Linked DNA regions of Mus musculus: all the other regions are linked to region 4. The links are chromatin contacts, called in public HiChIP or PLAC-seq and promoter capture Hi-C maps. All regions are on one chromosome and are shown on one strand. The core of a region is the stretch at or near the end of the contact, and the rest is flanking DNA. Distances in the headings are between cores, read along the strand shown.

Evidence for each region. Promoter capture Hi-C pulls out the DNA fragments that hold promoters and counts their contacts. HiChIP or PLAC-seq counts read pairs in DNA pulled down with a chosen protein or histone mark.
Region 1: a promoter capture Hi-C map of hippocampal neurons shows a contact between it and region 4, with 3 times the contacts expected there. The contact joins the enhancer-like site here to the promoter of S1pr2 in region 4. A contact is called at or near these places in 4 of 39 promoter capture datasets (hippocampal neurons, liver and pre-B cells) and 1 of 9 other capture datasets (liver).
Region 2: a FOXA1 HiChIP or PLAC-seq map of pancreatic cancer cells shows a contact between it and region 4. The contact joins the promoter of Dock6 here to the promoter of S1pr2 in region 4. A contact is called at or near these places in 3 of 39 promoter capture datasets (liver and pre-B cells) and 1 of 115 datasets of contacts at active chromatin or transcription factors (pancreatic cancer cells).
Region 3: a promoter capture Hi-C map of liver shows a contact between it and region 4, with 4 times the contacts expected there. The contact joins the promoter of Spc24 here to the promoter of S1pr2 in region 4. A contact is called at or near these places in 3 of 39 promoter capture datasets (liver, pre-B cells and second pharyngeal arch cranial neural crest) and 1 of 9 other capture datasets (liver).
Region 5: a contact with region 4 is called in a promoter capture Hi-C map of liver, with 6 times the contacts expected there. The contact joins the promoter of Ccdc159 here to the promoter of S1pr2 in region 4. A contact is called at or near these places in 3 of 39 promoter capture datasets (cranial neural crest and liver) and 1 of 9 other capture datasets (liver).
Region 6: a contact with region 4 is called in a promoter capture Hi-C map of liver, with 9 times the contacts expected there. The contact joins the promoter of Kank2 here to the promoter of S1pr2 in region 4. A contact is called at or near these places in 4 of 39 promoter capture datasets (cranial neural crest, liver, maxillary cranial neural crest and 1 more).
Region 7: a contact with region 4 is called in a promoter capture Hi-C map of liver, with 10 times the contacts expected there. The contact joins the promoter of Epor here to the promoter of S1pr2 in region 4. A contact is called at or near these places in 3 of 39 promoter capture datasets (cranial neural crest, hippocampal neurons and liver).

The regions. Positions count from the first base shown.
Region 1 is chr9:21,586,381-21,589,161 of GRCm38.p6, reverse strand. It overlaps Carm1 (coactivator-associated arginine methyltransferase 1), which reads right to left. Exons shown (of 16, transcript NM_021531.6): 10 at 2,628-2,717; 11 at 2,124-2,261; 12 at 1,948-2,037; 13 at 1,759-1,871; 14 at 1,577-1,654; 15 at 1,243-1,311; 16 at 1-1,113. The coding sequence ends at 974. It overlaps Yipf2 (Yip1 domain family, member 2), which reads left to right. Exons shown (of 8, transcript NM_138303.2): 8 at 1-480. Among named protein-coding and RNA genes, the nearest start is that of Timm29, 5.0 kb to the left of the region's middle. Within about 2 kb of position 1,306, at least 5 of the 459 cell types and tissues checked have an H3K27ac peak or open chromatin away from gene starts, as enhancers often do. A contact at or near this core is called in hippocampal neurons, where this site is marked.
Region 2 is chr9:21,851,270-21,854,137 of GRCm38.p6, reverse strand. It overlaps Dock6 (dedicator of cytokinesis 6), which reads left to right and starts at 1,503. Exons shown (of 50, transcript NM_177030.3): 1 at 1,503-1,593. The coding sequence starts at 1,550.
Region 3 is chr9:21,759,017-21,761,772 of GRCm38.p6, reverse strand. Spc24 (SPC24, NDC80 kinetochore complex component, homolog (S. cerevisiae)) reads left to right here and starts at 1,470. Exons shown (of 5, transcript NM_026282.6): 1 at 1,470-1,654. The coding sequence starts at 1,495.
Region 4 is chr9:20,975,329-20,978,176 of GRCm38.p6, reverse strand. It overlaps S1pr2 (sphingosine-1-phosphate receptor 2), which reads left to right and starts at 1,384. Exons shown (of 2, transcript NM_010333.4): 1 at 1,384-1,579.
Region 5 is chr9:21,926,157-21,929,088 of GRCm38.p6, reverse strand. It overlaps Ccdc159 (coiled-coil domain containing 159), which reads right to left and starts at 1,618. Exons shown (of 13, transcript NM_025977.3): 1 at 1,361-1,618. The coding sequence starts at 1,371. It overlaps Tmem205 (transmembrane protein 205), which reads left to right and starts at 1,554. Exons shown (of 4, transcript NM_178577.5): 1 at 1,554-1,797; 2 at 2,732-2,840. The coding sequence starts at 2,741.
Region 6 is chr9:21,797,197-21,800,053 of GRCm38.p6, reverse strand. Kank2 (KN motif and ankyrin repeat domains 2) reads left to right here and starts at 1,508. Exons shown (of 12, transcript NM_145611.4): 1 at 1,508-1,572.
Region 7 is chr9:21,962,032-21,964,939 of GRCm38.p6, reverse strand. It overlaps Epor (erythropoietin receptor), which reads left to right and starts at 1,364. Exons shown (of 8, transcript NM_010149.3): 1 at 1,364-1,623; 2 at 2,604-2,736. The coding sequence starts at 1,509.

The DNA of each region.
Region 1 (2,781 bases), core at 57-2,556, 610 kb before region 4:
GGGGAGGTCCCTGCGAGGCTCCTTCCCAGGGTTGCTGTCTTGAGAGGATTAAGTAGAACATGAATGTGAACGCAACACACAGGCCTATGTTAGCTATCAGGAGAGGACGCCTTCCTTGTGTGTGTGTGACAGATCTTTGAGGTTTCTTGTCTGCCCCAGTAGCCCAGGGTGACACACTCTGGGCTGCCTGTTCAAGCTTTTGATGGAGGGGGGCCTTCAGGGCTCAGGACAGGACAGTAGCAGAAAGTAGGGACTAGGCCTTTGGACAGCTGGGTGGTTTGTACATTCAAGTTTGAGGTGAACCCTTTGGTGGGAGGGGGCTGTGCCCACTCTGAAGGCTTGACAGGGCCACCCCTCACCTAGAACCTCTGGGCCTAGGAACAGGGGCTGCTGGCTTGGCCCGGCCAGCCGGGTTTCTCAGAGGGTCTGTGGGTTGACACTGGTTCTTTTCGTAAAAAAATAAAATTAAAAAAAGCAGCATGTCACGCCCATGGTGACCATGTGGCCTGGTAGTTGAAGGAGAGGTCCAGCTGGCTGTGCTGCCACCCCAGGTGAGGGGAGGTGCAAGGACGGGTTGTGGGGTGGGTGCTGCCAGGTCTGTGGTGGCAGCTGCTGGCCTCCTCCTGCCTGGTCAGGTGCAGCTGTGGGGGTTGGGGGAGGACTTGCCTCTTCCAGCAGATGTCAAAGCCAGGTCAGAGTGGAGAGTACAGAACAGGATGAGGGCTGCCCCAACAGGATCTCATGTAAAGTATGGCAGCAACACGCGCTCGGGACCAAAGGTTGGGCTGGGGGTACTTGAGGGCAGCGGCGACATCGTGTACAAAATTGTCCAAGTTCCCATAGCAAAGAGGGCTGTGACCGGGTGTTCACACTTCTCCAGAACAAGGGGGAACAGCCACTGGCTGTGCCGGGCCTGGACTTGATTTGGTTTCCTGGTGCTGTCAGTGCGCAGTGCTGTCGCGGCTGGAGGCACCTAACTCCCATAGTGCATGGTGTTGGTCGGGATGGACATGGGCGAGGCCATAGAGATGGCAGGGCCACCCATGGTGAACTGGTTGTTGACTGCATAGTGGGCACTGGAGCTACCGCCGCCTCCCTGGGCACCTGAGGAGCCTGTAGGGCAGGTCACGGGCACTGAGGAGCCAGCATGACCCCTGAGCCTGCCTGGCCCCCACTGGTAGCTTGAACGTGTGCGCAGGCCAGGCGGAACGTCCCCCGCCCACGGCCCCACTACCCTGTTACCTTGGACAATGCCCGTGCTCATTATGGAGCCCATCCGGGAGTGGGTGTGATTGACAATCCCTGTGTTAGCTGCGTAGCGACAGGGAGGAAAGAGGGAGGGAGGCAGATGTCACCGCCCCCAGCCTGCCCTGCCCACTCCACTCATGGATGGTGTAGGGAAGGGCAGGTGGAGTGGTGATAAAAGTAGAGAGGCACACAGGGCTAGAGTCCCCAGGAAGAAGAAGAAGTGACCATGACAGCGACAGTGGTGGCAGAGAACCAAGCACTGGTTTAACTGGCCACTGGCACATCCCAGTCCTCCCCTGCCATGCCATAGATCCCAGGGGACACTCACCTAAGGGAATCAGGTTGTTGTGACCCACACTGGAGCCGCCGGCAATAACACTGCTCAGGTCGTAGGCAGTAGGCATTCCTAACCAGAGAGTAGGTGTCAGGGGTGGGGCAGGCTCTGGGAATTGGGGTCCAGGCTGCCACCAAGGGCCTCCAGCCATGTCTGGAAATAACAGTCAGACTCACCAGCCACAGCCACCCCGCTGCTGAGATTATAGGTGCTTCCTGTGTTCCACATATTCTCCGAGGGAGACGTGTAGTGTGAGCCAGGTGGGGGTGATGGGGTTGTACCTGTGTACCTGTGGCAGAGATTAACTGTGGGCAGGCAGGGCTGTGGGACTCCAGGTGCCCTCTCCCGCTGAAACCCTGTACTACCTGAAGAAGGGGTTCTTTAGATCCAGCAGGTTACTGGACTTGGAGCCTGTCTGGTCCACCTGTGCCACAATACTGATGTCATAGCTCTGTCTGGGGGAATAGAAAGGATGGCTGTGAGGCAGCTGGGCTGGTAGAACCCTGTGCCTATCCAGCCCTAGATGGGTGGCAGGGTGCACCTTTTGTTGGCAATAAGCAGACATGTCCCTGAGAGCGTGTCCCCGGCCTTGGCAAACAACGGTGACTGGAAGAGGCACCGGACCTGGTACCAGTGGGTCAGGGGCTCTGTTGGGGCTGTGGATAGCCACACGGTCATTCTGTCAAGAAGAGATGGATGCACTTCACTGGGTTGGCACCACCACTTGTGCCACTATCCCACATACCTTGATATCATTCCCAAGGGCCTTCCCTGAATGGTCCTTTGGGGTCTCCGGGCTAAGACTGGCTGGACTCTAGAAGCACAGCCAACCCATGGCCATCGGGTCCCTACTCACCCTGACACCCATGTACTGAGACAAATGCACTTAAGGGACAGGCATTCAGGGTAGCTGCTGGGGAAATGACAACCACACCCCTCCCCCATGGTTCTTCCTGGGGTTTAGATGAGAAGAACCTAAGGAATTATGACAATAGCCAAGCCTAGAGGCCATAGGTGCAAGGAGTGTCAGCAGTGCCATACTTACATGGAGCCAATGAAAGCAACATCGAACCAGAAGGCCAAGCCATGGACTAGCCCTGAATGCAGCATGTGGAATTTGAATGGGATTTCTATCCTGCAAGGCAAAGGGCATATGGGGTTGCTCTAGAAGCCACACCTGACAGTAAGGAGAGTGGGAG
Region 2 (2,868 bases), core at 254-2,753, 880 kb before region 4:
ACCTAGGGGGTTCCCCTACCATCTAGGTCTCCTTCCTGTGCCTTCAGAAGCTGATACAGATTTGCTGGGCAACTGGGGCAAGTCACCCTGCCCTCTGGCTCCAATTTCATCCTCTGTAGATGGGGCTCCTGCTAGCATCCATCCATAGGTGGGATAACGAGCAGCACTCAAAAAAGCTCTGAGGCAGACATGTCCTGTGCTGCACAGCTGCCTACCCTACCAAGACTGTTTTGACCGTGACTGCTCAGAGGGCTGAAGCTACTCAGGAGAAGGTGTGGAGGCAGCAGACAATTGGCATATCCAAAGATGAGCCAGGACTGAAAAAATTCTAGGAAACTGTTATTGGGAAAGGAGCTGTTGGGAAGATATTTAAGGCCACAAATTAATGAAGACATCCTACAACTTCAGGTAATCAGAAACTTCCGGACTGGCTCGCTCAGGTATCGATACTGGCTTTCTGAGTCACACCTCCTAGAGTGACACCCCTGAGCTTAGCTGGACTCATCCACCTCTCTACTGCAACCCAGAGACTGGCAGGAAGTCCCTTGAGCACCTTTTGAGGCCTACTATGTAAAAGCCTCCACACTGCTAGGCTTCAGTTAACCCACTTGTCAGTAGTGGAAAACAACAGTTCTTCCCACCTATGTCCATTGAGCGACTATAAACAAAACCTTAGTAATTATTGTGTGACATTGATGTTGTTTTTTAGGCAGCGTGCCTCCGGGACTAGTGAGGACCTAACTTTTTTGTTTGTTTGTTTGTTTTGTTTTGTGTTGTTTTTTCGAGACAGGGTTTCTCTGTGTAGCCCTGGCTGTCTTGGAACTCACTCTGTAGACCAGGCTGGCCTCGAACTCAGAAATTAGCCTGCCTCTGCCTCCTAAGTGCTGGGATTAAAGGCATGAGCCACCACTGCCCGGCTGACCTAACAGGTTTTGATGTTCCGTATTTTTTCTTCCCAGCCCAACAGAAGACTCAGTTTCCCCATCTTGACCCCAGTGGGAGGGGAACACTCCCTTCCATGCCCTGCCCCTGCTCCACACCCACCCCATGCCCTGCTCTGCCTGGTCCCCAGCTCCCTAGCCCATCGCAGAGATGAGCCACTCACAACGTCCCGCCCATCAAGGACCGTCCCTCATAAGCCACGCCCACAAAGATCCTCATCTCTCCAGCCTTGTCCCGGTCCCTATCCTAGAGCAGCGACATCCCAGATCACAGCCTGCTCCATCCTCCTGTCAGCGCTGTCTCCTCCCCATCCCCAGTATTTCTGTCCCACTCTCAATGCTGGCCCCACGGCATCCCAGAAAAGGCTCCGCCCTATCTAGGGAAAGCCCCGCCCCCTCCAGAGAAGGCTCCTCCCCATCCTAGAGTTGGCCCGGCCTCGCCACCACGCCCCGAGAAGACCCCGCGTCATTCCCGTCTTGGTTCCGCGGCTGGGGCGGGTCGAAGTGCAGGCCCCGCCCCATCAGCACAGGCCCCGCCTCTCCCGCGCGCCTGCTCCGCCCAGCCCGGCTGCCCAGACTCGGGAGGCTGCGGCGGGACGCGGGGCGTCATGGCGGCCTCGGAGCGCCGCGCCTTCGCTCACAAGATCAACAGGTAGTGAGAGCGGCCGCGGTCACGGCCACTCTGGGCGGGACGGGCGAGTGCTGGAGATGGCGGGCAGCGGGGGCGTGCCGGGCTCCCCGAGGACTTCCCGGAGGAGGAAGCGCATCCCGGGTCCGTGCGGGCCGGGCTCCGAGAGTGCTAGGCTGCATTCGGACCCTCTTGCCGTCCTTCCCTTCACCAGCCTGGGGAAATTCGCACCCCTCCCCCGCCCAGGGTCCCGGGACCCAGCTGTCTGGAGCTGGGGACAGCTGGGGATAGCCCCTCAGTCTCCTGCCCCAGCCTCTCCCAGCACCGGCTGGGCGTGGGAGGGGGCCGAGGGGGCTGGGGACTGAACCAGCTGGTGGGCAGACAGGGGAGGGACAGGCAACAGATGCTGGGGGATCCCCTTCCATGGACACTGGATTGTGAGAGAGGCTCAAATCTGGGGTAGGTTAGAAATCATCCCAGGTAAATCATCCCAGGTATCCGATCCTCTGGAGACCTGTCTGACCACCTTAGGTGAGAGAAGCCACTCTGTGGGTCCCACCCTGATGGAGACACAAGAAAGTTGCCCCATTCTTGGATTTCGCTCTGGTGGGACAAACATAGATGTGTCCGTGGTATGGTGTGGATGCATAAGACAGGAAAGGGAGGATAGGGTCTCAATGGTAGGCCAGGTAGAGTTAAGCACAGACCTAAAGGAGCGAAGGAAGAGATCTGCCCATCATCCAGGAAAGAAGCAAATGCAAAGGCCCTGGGGCCACAGAGGGACCAATAGGAATAGATTTTATAGGGCCTACGCCTTGTAGGCCAGAAGGACTTTGACTGTGACCCCAAGTGAAGTGAGAGCCACAGAGAGTTCTGGATAGAGGAGGGTTGTGATCTGGGGCAGAGCAGTTGGGCAGTTTTCTGTTTGTTGTCTTGCCTCCTAAGTCCTTATGCCTTTAGCTCAGGTGGGAAAGATGTGCAGAATGATCCTGGGCCTTGATGTAGTGAGGGAGCCCAAGATTTCCCAAGCAGCCTGGTAGATAAATAGATGCTTCTGCACATTCACCTACCTATTGAGTTCTCCCACAACCCCAGATGAACCTGCAACTGAATGGAGTCTTGGTTTTACTTTGTTGTGTTTTGTTAGTCTGGGATGGGGTCACGTAGCCCATGCTGACCTCAGATGCACTATGTAGCCAAGACCGGCCATGAACTCCTGGCCCCCCCTGCCACACTCAGTTTCCATGGTAACCACATCTACAGCACCTTGCTTTTGTGTTTGCTTTATTTTGAGAAAGG
Region 3 (2,756 bases), core at 221-2,720, 780 kb before region 4:
GTGGTGGCACACACCTTTAATCCCAGCACTTGGGAGGCAGAGGCAGGCAGGTTCTGAGTTCGAGGCCAGCCTGGTCTACAATGTTAGTTCCAGGACAGCCAGGGCTATACAGAGAAACCCTGTCTCAAACCCCCCCCCCAAAAAAAAAAAAAAAAAGACATTGGATCTCACTACAGATGGTTGTGAGCCACCATGTGGTTGCTGGAAATTGAACTCAGAACCTCTGGGAAAGCAGTGAGTGAGTGCTCTTAACCGCTGAGCCATCTCTCCAGCTCTGGGGTATAGGTATTTAAGGAGACAGGGTTCACTTTGTAGTTCAGGCTGGTCTGGAATTCACTCAGCACTCTGGAGTCCCATGAATGGCAATTCCTCTTCCTTAGGCTCCTGATTCCTGAGCCACCATGCTCAGCTTCGGGGTTCACTGCTCTTGTTGCCCAGGCTGGCCTGGAATTTACCTCCATCCTCAAGCTCCCATCACCTGAGTGCTACATGCTAGATACATGCTAGACTCCTACTTAAAGATTTTATTTTATTTTATTTTTGAGACAAGGTCTCTATATAATCCTGGCTCTCCTGGAGCTTTATTTGTAGACCAGGCTGGCCTCAAACTCTGGGATCTGCCTGCCTCTGCCTTCCCAGAACATTGGATGCTCTTGTAGAGAACCAGGGTTTGGCTCCCAGCACCACATGATGGCTCACAACCATCCATATCTAGCTCCAAGTGGTCAGATGCCCTTTTATGACCTCTGCTGACACATACATACATGTAGGCAAAACGTTTACCCATACACATTAAAGAAAGAGAAATAAGCCTAAAAAATAGAGACTGGTGAATGATTGTGGTGGCATGTTCCTATAATCCAACCACTAGGAGGCAGAGGTAGATGGATCTCTAACAAAGAGCTCCTGGACAGCCAGTTCTACATAGTCTCAACATCTCACAGCTCACACATCCCAACCCCCGCCAAGAAAAAAATAAACCCAATGAATCCCAGTTTTATGTATAATTAATATATTCCTAAAGTAAACTAAAAAAAAAAAACAAGCAAAAATAATAAACCATCCGTTACATTGCCCTTCAAGCAGCGACTGATACCTGCAAATTTCTCTAAGAGTCGCGCAGCTTTCCAGTTTACGCATGCGCAACAGACTCCTAACGCCCTGGACTCTCCCCGGAGTTCATAGCCCGACAATCGACGCACGCGTACCAGGCCAATCGCAAACTGGCCACGTGTGACACGCCCCCCCCCCGCGCCGCCGCCCCCCCCCCTCCCCCGCCTACGATGATTGATCCTCACACCTGAGTGACAGAAGAAATTTCGCACAGGATCTCCACAAAATGGCCGCTCCTTCCGAAGCGCTCTGTCCCCTCGCTGATTGAGTCCTGCAGGAGACGGACGTAGGAACGATCCAATGAGACTTATGCGCTCTGGGGAGGGGGCGGGGCCCGTGGTGAGACGAATTTGCGCGGGTTCGGACTCGGCGCGATCAGTCATGGCGGCTTTCCGCGACATGGTGGAGGTGAGCAACTGGCTACTGAGCCTGCTGGGGGCCAACCGCGCCGAGGCGCAGCAGCGGCGGCTGCTCGGGAGCTACGAGCAGATGATGGAGCGGCTGCTGGAGATGCAGGACGGCGCCTACCGGCAGCTTCGGGGTGAGGGCCGGTCCCCTGCGCCCCAGCCCCGGGGGACTTCTCGGGGGGAGCTGGTACTCCTGGGCCTCAGTTTCCCCATCTGACAATTGCCATGGCTCAGAGGCGTCCAGATAAGTGTCATAGCTCACAATGCGCGACTCTATACGATCGTACTTCGTAGCTCAGGCGCCTTTGGAAGTCTTTATGATCCAGCCCCCACCTCCACTCCTGCTCGCCGTTCTTGAGGGTCTTCCGAGGGAGAGCAGTCACACCCGAGCCTTGATTTCTCCACCGGTGAAACCGTTGTCATGACAACGGTTGTCATCTAGGGACTTAAGCGTAATTAAATATAGAGTTAGCAGGGCACGACCCTTTATTAACTTTCCAGGACTCAGGCTTAAATGTAGCTCTGACTAGTAGAGAACTACTTAGCTGAGAAATTCAAAGAACCTTTCAGCTCCTCAGTGCCTTGGTCACAGGTGTGAGCAATCTCCCATCTCAGTGTCCTTCCCTGTCAAAGGTTTGTTTGAACTTTGTTTTGTTTTGTTTCAAGACAGGGTTTCTCTGTGTAGCCCTGGCTGTCCTGGAACTCACTCTGTAGACCAGGCTGGTCTCGAATTCAAATCCGCCTGCCTCTGCCTCCCAAGTGCTGGGATTTAAGGCATGCGCCACCACGTCCGGCCCTGGGAACATTTTTTAAAGTTTCGTGCCTTCCCAATAGACTTGTGAACAGAGCCTGCCGTGAGCTGGACCTCGGGTGACAGCAGGGAAGGAGTCCCTTGGTGGCTGGCATCCTACTGGAGAGGAGACAGGATAACATTTGTACTGCAGTGATGGGCTGAGGAGACAAATGCTTTCTATCATTAGGAGGGGTAACATGGGCGGGACTGGGGAGGGGTTTCTGCAAAGATATTGGGGGAAACCTGAAACTGTTGAGGGGGCAGGGATACACTTGACTGGCATGCATGAAACCCTGGGTTCCATGCCAGGCATGGCAGAATGGGCCTGTCAGACCAGTGTTCCAGAGACAAGCAGGAGGGTCAGGAATGGAAGGCTGGAAGGAATTCAAAGCAGCCTGATTGACAGAAGACCAAAAGTAAAATGAGAAGTTTTATCTCTGAGA
Region 4 (2,848 bases), core at 135-2,634:
TACACGGGCCCTTGAGGCTGAAAGGGTCAGATCCCCTGGGGCTGGACTCAGAAGTTGTCAGGTCTGTGGGTGCTGGGACATTCTGTTCTCTGCAAGAGCAGGAAGTGCTCTTGACCATTAGAGGCACCTCTTTAGCGCCTTTTAAAAATTTATTAATTTTAACTTTATACCCATGTGCGTGCATGCACGTGGGTGTGTACATGTACGTGGGTGTGTGCATGTGCCTCAGCAGCAGGCCTTGGAGGTCACAGGACAACTTGCAGGAATTGGTTCTCAATTTCCACCTTGTGGGTCCCAGGCAAGGCCTTACCCACTGACAACTCACAGCCTCCTGGAACTCACTCTGTAGACCAGGCTGGCCTTGAACTCAGAAATTCGCCTGCCTCTGCCTCCCGAGTGCTGGGATTAAAGGCGTGCACCACCACGCCCGGTTTTGTTATTCTTTTTTAAATGCATTTATTATTATTGTACATGTATCAGTGAATGAATGTAGGTGCAGCAATGCCAGTGTGCCCTGTGGAGGTCAGAGGCCAACTTTGCTTCCAGGGACTGACCTCAGGTCAGGCTTCCAGACAAGCCCTTTCCCCTCCCTGCCTAGTGGAGCTGGACAGCTGACCTTCTGTCACTCACTCTAATTTTGGATTTTTTTTTCACCCTGAGTTGTTTGGAGGGAAGGAGCCAACAGGATCATGTGATCCAGATTGGCCTTGAACTCTAAAACAAACCTCCTGCTTCTACTTCACAAGTTTGGAATTAGAGGCCCAAGCCACCATTCCATATTTTTGCAGTGTTGAGGATGCATGCTAGGCAAACACTCAACCACCTGCCTCCACATCCCTGCCTGTTGTTTTTCAGAAAGGGTCTTGAGCAGGCAGTGGCTTAAGGTTGCTAAGAGGACCCTGAACTCCTGATCTTCCCACCTCCCAGGTGGCAGATGCTGGAATGACAGGCATATGTGCCACAAAGCCCAGTTGGATCTGGGAGTTCTTACCAAGTCTTCTGTTTGGGGGGCTGGGTATGATACAGTGTAGGAATTTATTTCTTGTAGAAACACATAGTAGGTGCTTAATCTTGAATTGCTGAGTTCTCACATAGTAGGTAAGTGTGATTTCCTCCATTTCCAGGTCCCAAGCATTAGCCTGGCGCTAAGCCAAATGGAATACAGTTGTTTCAGTACTAGGTCACCTGGGTTAAGAGAGCTGTGACGTCACGCGGCCGTGACATCATGCCACGGCAGTTCTCACGAGTGGGGGTTGGGAGGAGCAGGGCAGGAGTGTGTGTGTGGGGGTGTGGACAAAGGGGCCCTGCTCTTCCCCCGTGCGCGCCCTGGCTAACTGGCGGGCCACATCTGGAATTCATTGCAAGTCGCCGCCGGAAAGAGGAGGAGAGGAGGGCGGGGCGAGCAGGGAGTTGGGGCCGGAGGCAGCGGCTCTGCCCGCCTCTCTCTTGTCCTGGGTCCCCAACTCCGGGACATAGACCGAGCACAGCCAACAGTCTCCAAAACCAACCACTGGCTGTCCCGGGGCGCAGACGCCAAGGCCACTCAGGCCAGGGCAGGGACCCCGGCCGGCCTAGCCAGGTGAGCGCGCGGGGCAGAGGGGAGGTTCCGATCTGGGCGGCCGCGGTTCACGGAGACCCTGAGATCCCAGCTGGGGGGCCCGGTCCGGGGTCAGGCGCTCGTACAGGCGTTGCACGCGCTGCTCCAGGCTCTGCTGCACCGAGGGAACAGATCATCTACCATGCGCCCCTGCCCACTACTCCAGGCAGCTCGCCACCTACTCAGTGGCGCACCCCCAGACTGAGCTCCCCGCCTTCCTTCGGGCAGGAAGTTGGCGCTGAAGAGAAAGGCGGAATCCGAGCGCTTTGAGCTGGAGACTTTGCAAGACTGGATGGGGGTTCTCAGGAAGCAGGGTTTGGGGCAGTGAGGTTGTTGGGGAGAGGTGCAGCATCCCTTCTTCTCTGTCTCCGGCTAGGATGAAAGGTGCTACGGACGAGCGAGCGGGGAAAGCTTTCAGAGTTCATGGGCGGGGTCCCCGGCGAAGGCCGTCGCCCCACCGCCTGTGAGACTAGTTTTTTGCCTCAGTTTCCAGTTAGTTGCCCCTCTCTTTCAGTCTCTCTTTCGGAAGAATCACTTTGTATCGAAGGAAAGGGACATTAACTGCAAAGTCCAGGTGTCTCCTTTTCCTAGCTCAGGGATGGGGCGTAGGAGTGAAGGAAGGCACGCGTGGCGTGGAGTCCGCGTTGTCGCGGGCTACACGGCGTTGGGACCTCGCCCCCCTCTAGAGCATGGGTTGACTCACCCGGGGATTTCCACCTCCCCACCCCCGTCCCTATCCTTGTTGTTAGATGCCCGAGGCGACACCCGCAGAGCCTACTGTCCCCTGCGGGGCAACATGGGAGCATCACTGAGGGGGGGGGAGGGAATGAAGTAGCTGTAGTTACTCTCTCCAGTGCCCCAGGAATCTGGATGTGGGGGGCCTCTGGTGGGGTGCAGAAATGTGGCCACCCCCTGTTGCTTTGTGCAGGATAGGGACATCCTGCGCGCGTGTCGGGGTCTCAGGAGAGAGAGATGGCGCCGCCCCAGCGCAAGCGAGTGTGGATACCACGCATTCCTCGGCCTGATAAGGAGCTGGAGAGTGCTGCCTGAGCCAGGCGGGTCTTACTGTCGCCAAGGAGACGCGCCCGGCTTCAGCTTCCTATAGTGGTAGGGTAGGGGTGCTGCCAGGAGATGTCCCCATGCTTTGCATGCGAACGAGCCCCCCAATTTCAGGCTCTTTCATTCATTCATGCGCCTGCCTCGCTTGCACCAAGCAAGAGAGGCTGAGGGTGAACTTGGTAGCTGGCCTCA
Region 5 (2,932 bases), core at 369-2,868, 950 kb before region 4:
AAAGGGGGCATGGGAGGAGCTCTGAGCCCACTAACTCCCCATCCTTTTGGTTTTAGCTATGTATTGTTTTGAAACAGTCTCATGTAGCCCAGGCTAGCCTCCAACTCATTATGTAACCAAGAATGATCTTGAACAGCTGATTCTCCATCTTCTACCTCCCCGGTGGCTAGGACGACAGGCGTGTGTCACTGCATCCCGTTTACACAGTGCTGGGGTGGAACCCAGCTGCACGCTAGGCAGGTGCTTTGCCAACTAAGAACCAGCCCCAGACACCTGATCTCTTTAGTGTTTCCCCAAAGAGACTCCTCAGAGATGTTCCAGCCAGAATCTCCTCAGTATTGGCAGAAGTGAAAGTCAGAGGAGAGGTAAACCCAAACGGATGCCCAGTGACCAGCTTAAAGGTGGGAAGAGAAAACCAACTGCGTAAAGTTGTCCTCTGCCGTGCGTGCCATGACACACGCACTCGTAAGACATGTCTCATGCACAACAAGGATAACAAGGCTTTATATTTAAAAAGGGGACAGAAAGTAGTCACATGCCTTTAATCCCAGCACTCAGGAGGCAAAGGCAGGCAAATCTCTCTGAGTTCGAGGCCAGCCTGGTCCACTTAGTGAGTCTCAGTCAAGTCAGGGCAAGAGACCCTGTCACAAAAACCTTAAAAAAAAAAATGGCTTGAGAGTTGGTTTAGCTGCTTTTCCTGAGTACCCAGGTTCAATTCCCAGCACCCATAGGGTGACTCACAACCGTCTGTGTCTCCAGTCCCAGAGGATTTGATGCCCTCTTCTGACCTCTACAGGCACTAGATTCGAAAGCAGTGCCCAGACATATATACAAGCAAATCGTTAATACACATAAAAATTTTTTTAAATCTGAAACAAACAAAACACATAAAGGACAGGATGTGGTAGTTCAGCCCTTTTAATCCCAGAACTCAGGGGGTCCCTGAGTTCCAAGCCAGCCTAGTCTACAAAGCTAGTTCCAGGCCAGCCATGGCTACACAGTGAGAATCTATCTGGGAGGGGAAAAAATTATATATACTATATTGGGCTGCCCTGATTACACAGATTTAGTCCAATGCTTGTAAATGAAATTTGTTCTAGAATGTCACCTGAGGACCACAGATACCCTCGAAGATTAGAGCGGGAAAGGAAAGACACATTTCTGAGCGTCACCACCAGAAGGTCCCCAACCTTGCCTGCCCTCCCCACAACCCCAATTGAATCTTCAGCTGTCCCCTTCTCCAGAAAAATTTTCGAGCTTGGAAGCTTAACCATTGCTATTAGTCCTAACCCCTTGTTCTGTCAATCTAACACCCTTCCAGTCTCCCCATTCTCTTCCATTCCCACCTACTACAGCATACCACCCGTTCATGCTCTCCCATCAGGGACCACGAAGCCAGTCCCCAGCTGTGACGCTGAAGTTTTGATCCCCTGAGGACACCATCGTTGGAAAACGAGGGGAGGCCAAAGGTGGAGTCACAGAGAAGGGCGTGGTCCTCCCATAAGCCACGCCCGTTCACTCCGCTCAGGCGCGGAGCTCATTGGCGCCTGCGCATCTTCGGTGAGACTGGATGAAGTCCGGAGAGGCGAGATGGCCAGTTGATTCCCGCAAGCCAACTGGGCAATCCCTAAGTGGGAGAGTCCAGAGGAGTGAGAGCTGTGATCTCATTGGCTCTGGCTGGGAGGTGGGGCGAGGCCTGCGGGGCGGAAGAAAACCTGGGAAATCTCAGGCAAGCCGGAGCTGCACTGGAGCTGCCACGGTTCTTGGTCCCTACGCCTGAGCTCGTGTGCTCCAACGGTGGGGTCAGATGGGGCTCCGGGGGTGTTTTGGGATGTTCTTAGAATATCTCGGGTTCCGGATGAGGGCTCTTAGATGTCTGCAGAGCTAGGGTAATCCCTGAAAACCTAAGTATGTGAACTTGAGCTGCTGGGATTCAAGCTTTTGGGGTGCAGTGGACATTGTGGTTTAGAGAGAGTCTTTTGTTCTAGAATTTTGGTTTTGAGACAAGGTCTCATGTATCTCTGGTTGGCTTCCAACTCCTGCCCCTCCTGTTTCTACTTTTGTGCTGGAATGACAGACTAGAACCAGAACCTGTTTTATGCAGAACTGGAGACGGAACGCGAGGCTTCCTGCACGTGAGGCAAACGCTCTGCCCGCTGAGCCATTTGCTCAGCTGGACCTGAGATGTTTGCTTGCTTCCTTATTTTGAGAGAGTCTCACAGTATGTCAGGCAGTCCTCAAACTCAGTGATTTTCCTGCATCACCCTCTGATATGTTGGGGTTACAACTGTGAATCACCAGGCCAGTTTCTACGTCTTTAAAGGCTTTTTGGAATTGAGGAATCTTTTTCTAACTTTGAGCTAGAAAAGTGGCAACTCCCCTGTCTCCGTCTTCCAAGTGTTGGGGATTTACAGGTACAAGCCTTCATGTTGGGTGATATTATTTACTTATTATTATTACTATTATTTTGCAAGTATGGAGGATAGCATGTAAGGCCAGCACCAACAAAGTCCCTGACCGCAAAGCCACGATTCCAGCCCCAAGCCTGAGCCCAGATCGACTGGTTGGGCTTGAGATTGTCTAGGGTCTACTTTGGGTCTTCCAACTGCCATTTCCAGGCTGTTTTCTCTCATCTTTGCACCAGTGTGAGGCTGGCCCTATGCACTCTCTGCCAAGGCCTCAAAGCTCGGGGGTCGAAGGTTAAGCTGAGTCACCACTGTTTCCTTCCCAGGGCTGCAGAATGGAAAAAGGAGAGGACCCGGGAAGTCTGATTAAAGTCATCCACTTGCTGGTCTTGTCTGGTGCCTGGGGCATGCAGGTGTGGGTGACCTTTATCTCAGGTAGGGACCCTCCAACCTGTTATTTAGAGTGAGGACTGAGTAGGAGGGGGACCCGGAAGCAACCTAACGGTGTTTGTGGCCCTCCACCTCCC
Region 6 (2,857 bases), core at 259-2,758, 820 kb before region 4:
TCACGTGTGTCCACCTGTGGTGAGGGTTTGCGTGTGCAAGCGTGTGATGTACGAGTATTCCTCAGTCTCTCCACTTTTTGTTTTGTGTTTACTTTGCTTCCCAGCCTGGCCTTGAACTCACAAAGACCCATCCACCTCAGCCTCAGCCTTTTCTACTAAGTGCTGGGATTAAATGGTTTATCATTTTTAATTGTATTTTTTTCTCCTCTTTCTCTCTTTCTGTCTGTCTGTATGTTTGTGGGTGCATGGGTGCCATGACACACATGTGGAGTCAGAGGACAGTTTGCAGAACTCAGTTCTCCCCTTCCACTGTATAGATCGCAGGCATTGAGCTTTCAGGCTTGCAGCAGGCACCTTCGTCTTGACATCTGACGAGCCTCCCCTTGGTCATCCACTTATTTTTTGAGACAGGTCTCATTGAACCTGGAGTTCATAGATGCAGCTAGGTTCACTGGCTGGTAAGCCCCAGCCATAGAGATCTGCCCAGCCCCCAGAATTCGGCTTACAGGTAAACTTGTGGGCCCAACTCTTATGTAGATGCTGGAGTTCGAACTCAGATCCTAGTTCACACCGGCAGGCAGTTTACCCACTGAGACATCCACCTGTCACGTGTGCTAAGCAGAGGCTTCCAGGAAGCTATATTTTTCCTCTTTCCTCCCCTTCCCTTCCTCTCTCTTTCTTTCTTTCTTCCTTTCTTTCTTTCCTGTTGTTTTGTCTTTAGTTTGTTTATTTTGAGACAGTCTCTCCTGGCTCAGAATTACTGGAGTAGAAGGTGACCTCTCTAGTACTTGATCGCCCTGGCTCCACATCTTTCATGTGCTGGGACTACAGGTGTGCAGTCCCGCTGTGAGAGTGGCTTCAGAAAGTCCAGTGCAAACAGAAGTTCATCTCTGGACTAGGGTGTAGTTTAGAGGCAGAGTGATTAGCATTCAGAGTCCTGGGGTCCATCCCCAACCTCACAAAATCAATAAACCACGCCCTGTGATTTGTGTCAGCCCAAGAGTAGTATGAAGGGAATTTTCTGAACACACTTAACAGATGGGTCATGTGATTGACCCCATTTTGCTGATGGGGAAACTGAGGCACAACTTCAATTTCAGGAGATTGGGGTGTGGGTGCTGCAATCTTAGAGTTTGGGTCGGCGGTCACGCCATGGTGCACCCGGCCTGCAGCTGGAAGACTTCCAGCTGCTGGCGGCCAACGGGGGAGGGGTGACCTCCAGTCGCCGCTACCGCACCCGCCCTCGAGCTGGGCTGCGGCCAGCTCCGCCCCCTGCAGCGTCCAGCTGCGAAGGGCGGGCACCAGGCTTGGAGAAGCGGGGACCCTGTCCGGAGGGCTGGTGGCCAGGAGCCGACTGAGACCCTAGGACGTGCTCAGGCCGCAGCGAGAGCGCGTGCACCCCCACGACCACCCTTCAACTTCGCCCCCAGGCCCCGCGGCCGAGGCGCCCGGGAGACTGGAGGGGCGTGGCTTTCTGGTGGGGGCGTGGCTACCGCGCTGGCTCCGCAAGCTTGCGGCGACTGAGGCGGAGCGGGCAGGACGCCTGGGACGGCGGAGGCTCGAGCGTGCCAGGCGAGTGGGACGGAGGGCTGATCGGGGTGGCGTGGGGTCCGGGCTACTCTAGGGGCACTATCAGGATTTCTAACCCACCTCCAACCCGAGGCTACAAGCTCGCACACTCTCTCTTAGCTGGTCCCTCTCAAGTCTTAACATCTGCGCCCAAACTTTGCAAACCGGAGCGTCTGGGTCCCCGCGCTCCTCTCCCCTCCCCAGCCCTGACCTGGGCCCTGCTTCCCTTGCCCCTAGCCCACCTCTATGCCTTTATCATTCCCTGCCTCTCTTCCTCTGCTCCGCCACTCTCGTCTAGCTCTGTCCCCTAACCTTCCCAGGTCCCCGCTCTCGCAGCTCCGGGTGGCCGGACCAGGCCCCTCAGCGGCGGGAAGGCATCCGGGCGTCCGGCCGGGCTGGGCCTGGCTGCTGGGCGGGTGTGGGGATCAGCAGATGTTTGCCATTAGACTGGGACCCCGCAGGCCCCGCCCCCTCCCCGCCCGGGGCGGGGTCCTCCTCACCCCCAACTTTAGGGGCGGAGGGAGCGCGGCAGGAAAACCCCCAGATCCCAGATTCACCCAGGCTGGTGGTGGGGGGGGGTGCACTCTGGGGAGACCCTGTGGCCCTTTCCTGGAAACTCCCACCTGTTGATTCTTCCAGCCTCCTTCCGCCTCTCTCATCCCGGGATCTTGTGGAGAGAGGGGCCTCCTCCGACTCCCGCCACGGAGTTACCAGCCTGAGGTTAGATAACGAGACCCGTAGACCTCCATCGCTCCATCTGGAGAGTAAGATGTATAGGGTCTAGGGGTGCTTTGGGCGAATCTGCCCCGTTTTAGGTTCAAGTCAGAGATCTGCCTGCCTCCGCCTCCCAAGTGCTGGGATTAAAGGCATGTGAGGCTACACTCAGCTTGCAAGATCTTTTTCCAAAAACATAAGCATGGCTGGGGATGGAGAACGTGGGCCTAGCATGTATGAAACCGGGGGTTCCACCCCAGAATGTATGGTGTGGTGTGGTGTAGCCAGCCACGCCAGCACTTATGAGGTGCAGGCTGGAGGATCAGGATTTCAGGGTCATCCCCAGCCACATAGTGAGTTTGAGGCCAGCCTGGGCTACAGGAAACTGCCTTAAATAACCAAACAAAACGGTGTGGTAATTATTCATTATTCATTCCACCTCAGTGCCCCTAGCCCAGGCTACCCCAATTCTGCTCCCTACTTCTGTGTCTCTCTTAAGTCCTCAGAAAATATTTTGGACTAACTTCCTGTCCTTGGAGGTTCTGAGGCTCCAGGCAGATGCAGAGCCAATTTT
Region 7 (2,908 bases), core at 115-2,614, 990 kb before region 4:
GTGTCTGTTCATGTATGTATGTATCCATGCATCTACCCATGTATGTATGTATGTACGTACTATGTACTTATGTATGTATATGTATGCATCCACCTATCTCTGTATTTGGGGGGTTCTGGGGATAAACCCAGGGTTTTCCACCTGCTAGGCAAGTGCTGTACCACTACCCGCCATTCAACTTTGTTTTTTTTATTTTTAAGTATAGAAAGCACAGGTCTGGGGCTGGTGAGATGGCTCAGGGGTAAGAGCACCCGACTGCTCTTCCAAAGGTCCGAAGTTCAAATCCCAGCAACCACATGGTAGCTTACAACCACCTGTAACAGAGATCTGATGCCCTCTTCTGGTGCGTCTGAAGACAGCTACAGTGTACTTACATATAATAAATAAATAAGTCTTAAAAAAAAAAAGAAAAGAAAGAAAGCACAGGTCTGTGATCTGAGCACTCAGAAGCTTGGGTCAGGAGGATTGCCACAGTTCCAAGACGGCCTGGGCTATTTAGTGACATCCTGCATGGAAGAAAGCAAGCAATACTGGAGCTGTAGAGTTGGCAGAGCCCTTGCTCAGTAAGGTGAAGCTCTGGGTTCCAGTCCCAGCACCACATAGGTGGTGCATGCCTGTCATCCCAACACCCAGGAAGTGAAAGCAGGAGGACCAGGAGTCTAACATCATCCTTAGTTATTCAGGGAGCTTGATGTCAGCTTGGGATACACTGTCTCCAAAACAATCAGGGCTGGTGAGACGGATGGCTCAGGTGAGCTGGCTCAGCTGGTCAAAGATTTTTCTGCCAATACTGAAGACCTCAGCTTAATACCAGGAGCACAAGGCAGGAGAGAGCTGACTCCCCAAGTTGTTCTGTGCTGTCCACAAGCATCCTGCTGCATTTGTGCATGCACACACATGCACACACACACAAATGTAATTTTAAAAATAGTAAATATTTCATATTCCCAAATCCGTGTAATTCATAAACAGAAAACACCATAGCACGTGTCTGTCACGCTACACAGCCTGATTCCACTCACACACCCAGTTGCTAGTTGTCTTTAGGATTCTTATTTTGAACTGAGCTGGGGAAGAGATACTGGCTGGAGCGAGAGCCTCTCTTCCATCTGTGGCCTGCCGGCTGCACAGCAGGCTGGATTCACAGATGCCCGGACTAGACCTAGACGGTGAAACAACATAAGTCACTTGTCCGTGACCACATTAGCAAAGCCACCCGAAACAAAACTCTGCTGTCTGCCCCACCCCCTACACTGGTTTAGGCAGTGGCTGTGCCCAAGAAGGCCCCTGTTCCCTTGGTGGCTGTAGCTTATCTGTCCCCAGCCTGCAAGCTGGCCCCGCCCCCTGGAAGGAGCTGCCACTTAGAAGCTCCTGGTCAGCTGTGTCCGGCAGCTGCTGCTGACCCAGCTGTGGACTAGGGGAAAGGGGAAAGAGGAAAGGGAAGGAGAGGTGGGGGGGACGAAACAGGGGCGCTGGAGCCCTGAGCTTCCTGAAGCTAGGGCTGCATCATGGACAAACTCAGGGTGCCCCTCTGGCCTCGGGTAGGCCCCCTCTGTCTCCTACTTGCTGGGGCAGCCTGGGCACCTTCACCCAGCCTCCCGGACCCCAAGTTTGAGAGCAAAGGTAAGAACTGTACATGGGCAATGCTGTGGTCTGAATTCCCAGCCCGAGTCCCAGGGGCTAAATGTCCCCTGAACCTCCAGATGGGGTCCTAGGGGCCAAACTGGTGTCTGAACTCGATGAGGCATCTCAGAGTCTCCTCGCCCTGGAGTGATGCTCAGGGCAGAGGCTTAAGATTGGTTGGTTTGTTTGTTTGTTTGTTTGTTTGTTTGTTTGTTTGAAGCAGGATCTCGCTAGACATTCCAGGATGTCCTGGAATTGCTAGGATGAAAGGCATGTGTCACTCGCCTGTACTGTTTCTGGTTTTGAGGCGGCGTCTGTGTAGCCAAAGCTGCCCTCAGACTCATTATGTAATTGAGGTTGAGCTTGAATTCCTGATTCTCCTGCCTCCACCTCCAGTTGCTGGGATGACCTGCAAGAGCCAACACATTCGGCTCTGTTTCGTGTTTTGAGGGAGTCTGGGATATGGTAGAAATGGCAAGGGTAAGGTAGTGCTAGGTCCGCTCTCCTGGGGGAGGGGATCGAGCTCCCAGAGACTGTGAAACAGACCCGCTGCAGACTGTAAACTCAGTTTGGCGGGCGGATGGTGCTAGGTCCTTTGGACGGCTTGCTAGGAGGAGGAAGGGGGCGGGGGACACGGTTGGCGCTATCGGGGGACAGCCGGGTGCCTGCGGGAACCGATAGGAGGCCGAGTTCTCTGCGCTCACACACACCCGCTAGGGCGGGGCGAACAGCGCTCAACTTGCAGGGTGAGTGGGCGTGCGCACGGAGGAGTAGAACAAGGCAGGCGGGGTCGCTACTCTTGGGAGTTCTGAGGCGCCACTTTTGCAAGACCCCTCGAAGGCCCTTTTGGAGAAGAGGGCGGGGCACTAAAATTATCGGATCTGCACAGGCGACAAGAGGGAGGGTAAGGGCACCGTGGAAGGCAGACCTGGGCTTCCCTGATCTCCCCCTCCCCCCGCCATGGCTATCCCCTTTTCTAGCGGCCCTGCTGGCATCCCGGGGCTCCGAAGAACTTCTGTGCTTCACCCAACGCTTGGAAGACTTGGTGTGTTTCTGGGAGGAAGCGGCGAGCTCCGGGATGGACTTCAACTACAGCTTCTCATACCAGCTCGAGTGAGTCCTCAGGACTGGGTGGCCTTAGGAGGGGTGGGTAGAGCAGAGCTTCCTGGATGGGCCTGGAGACTAGGTTAAGGGTGGGAAACTCCGGGAACGGAGGAGGGGATGGGGGTGGTGCGGATGGTGTGGAGGTCGCCCCTGGGTGGCCGGAGCTGGAATAATTCTTTTC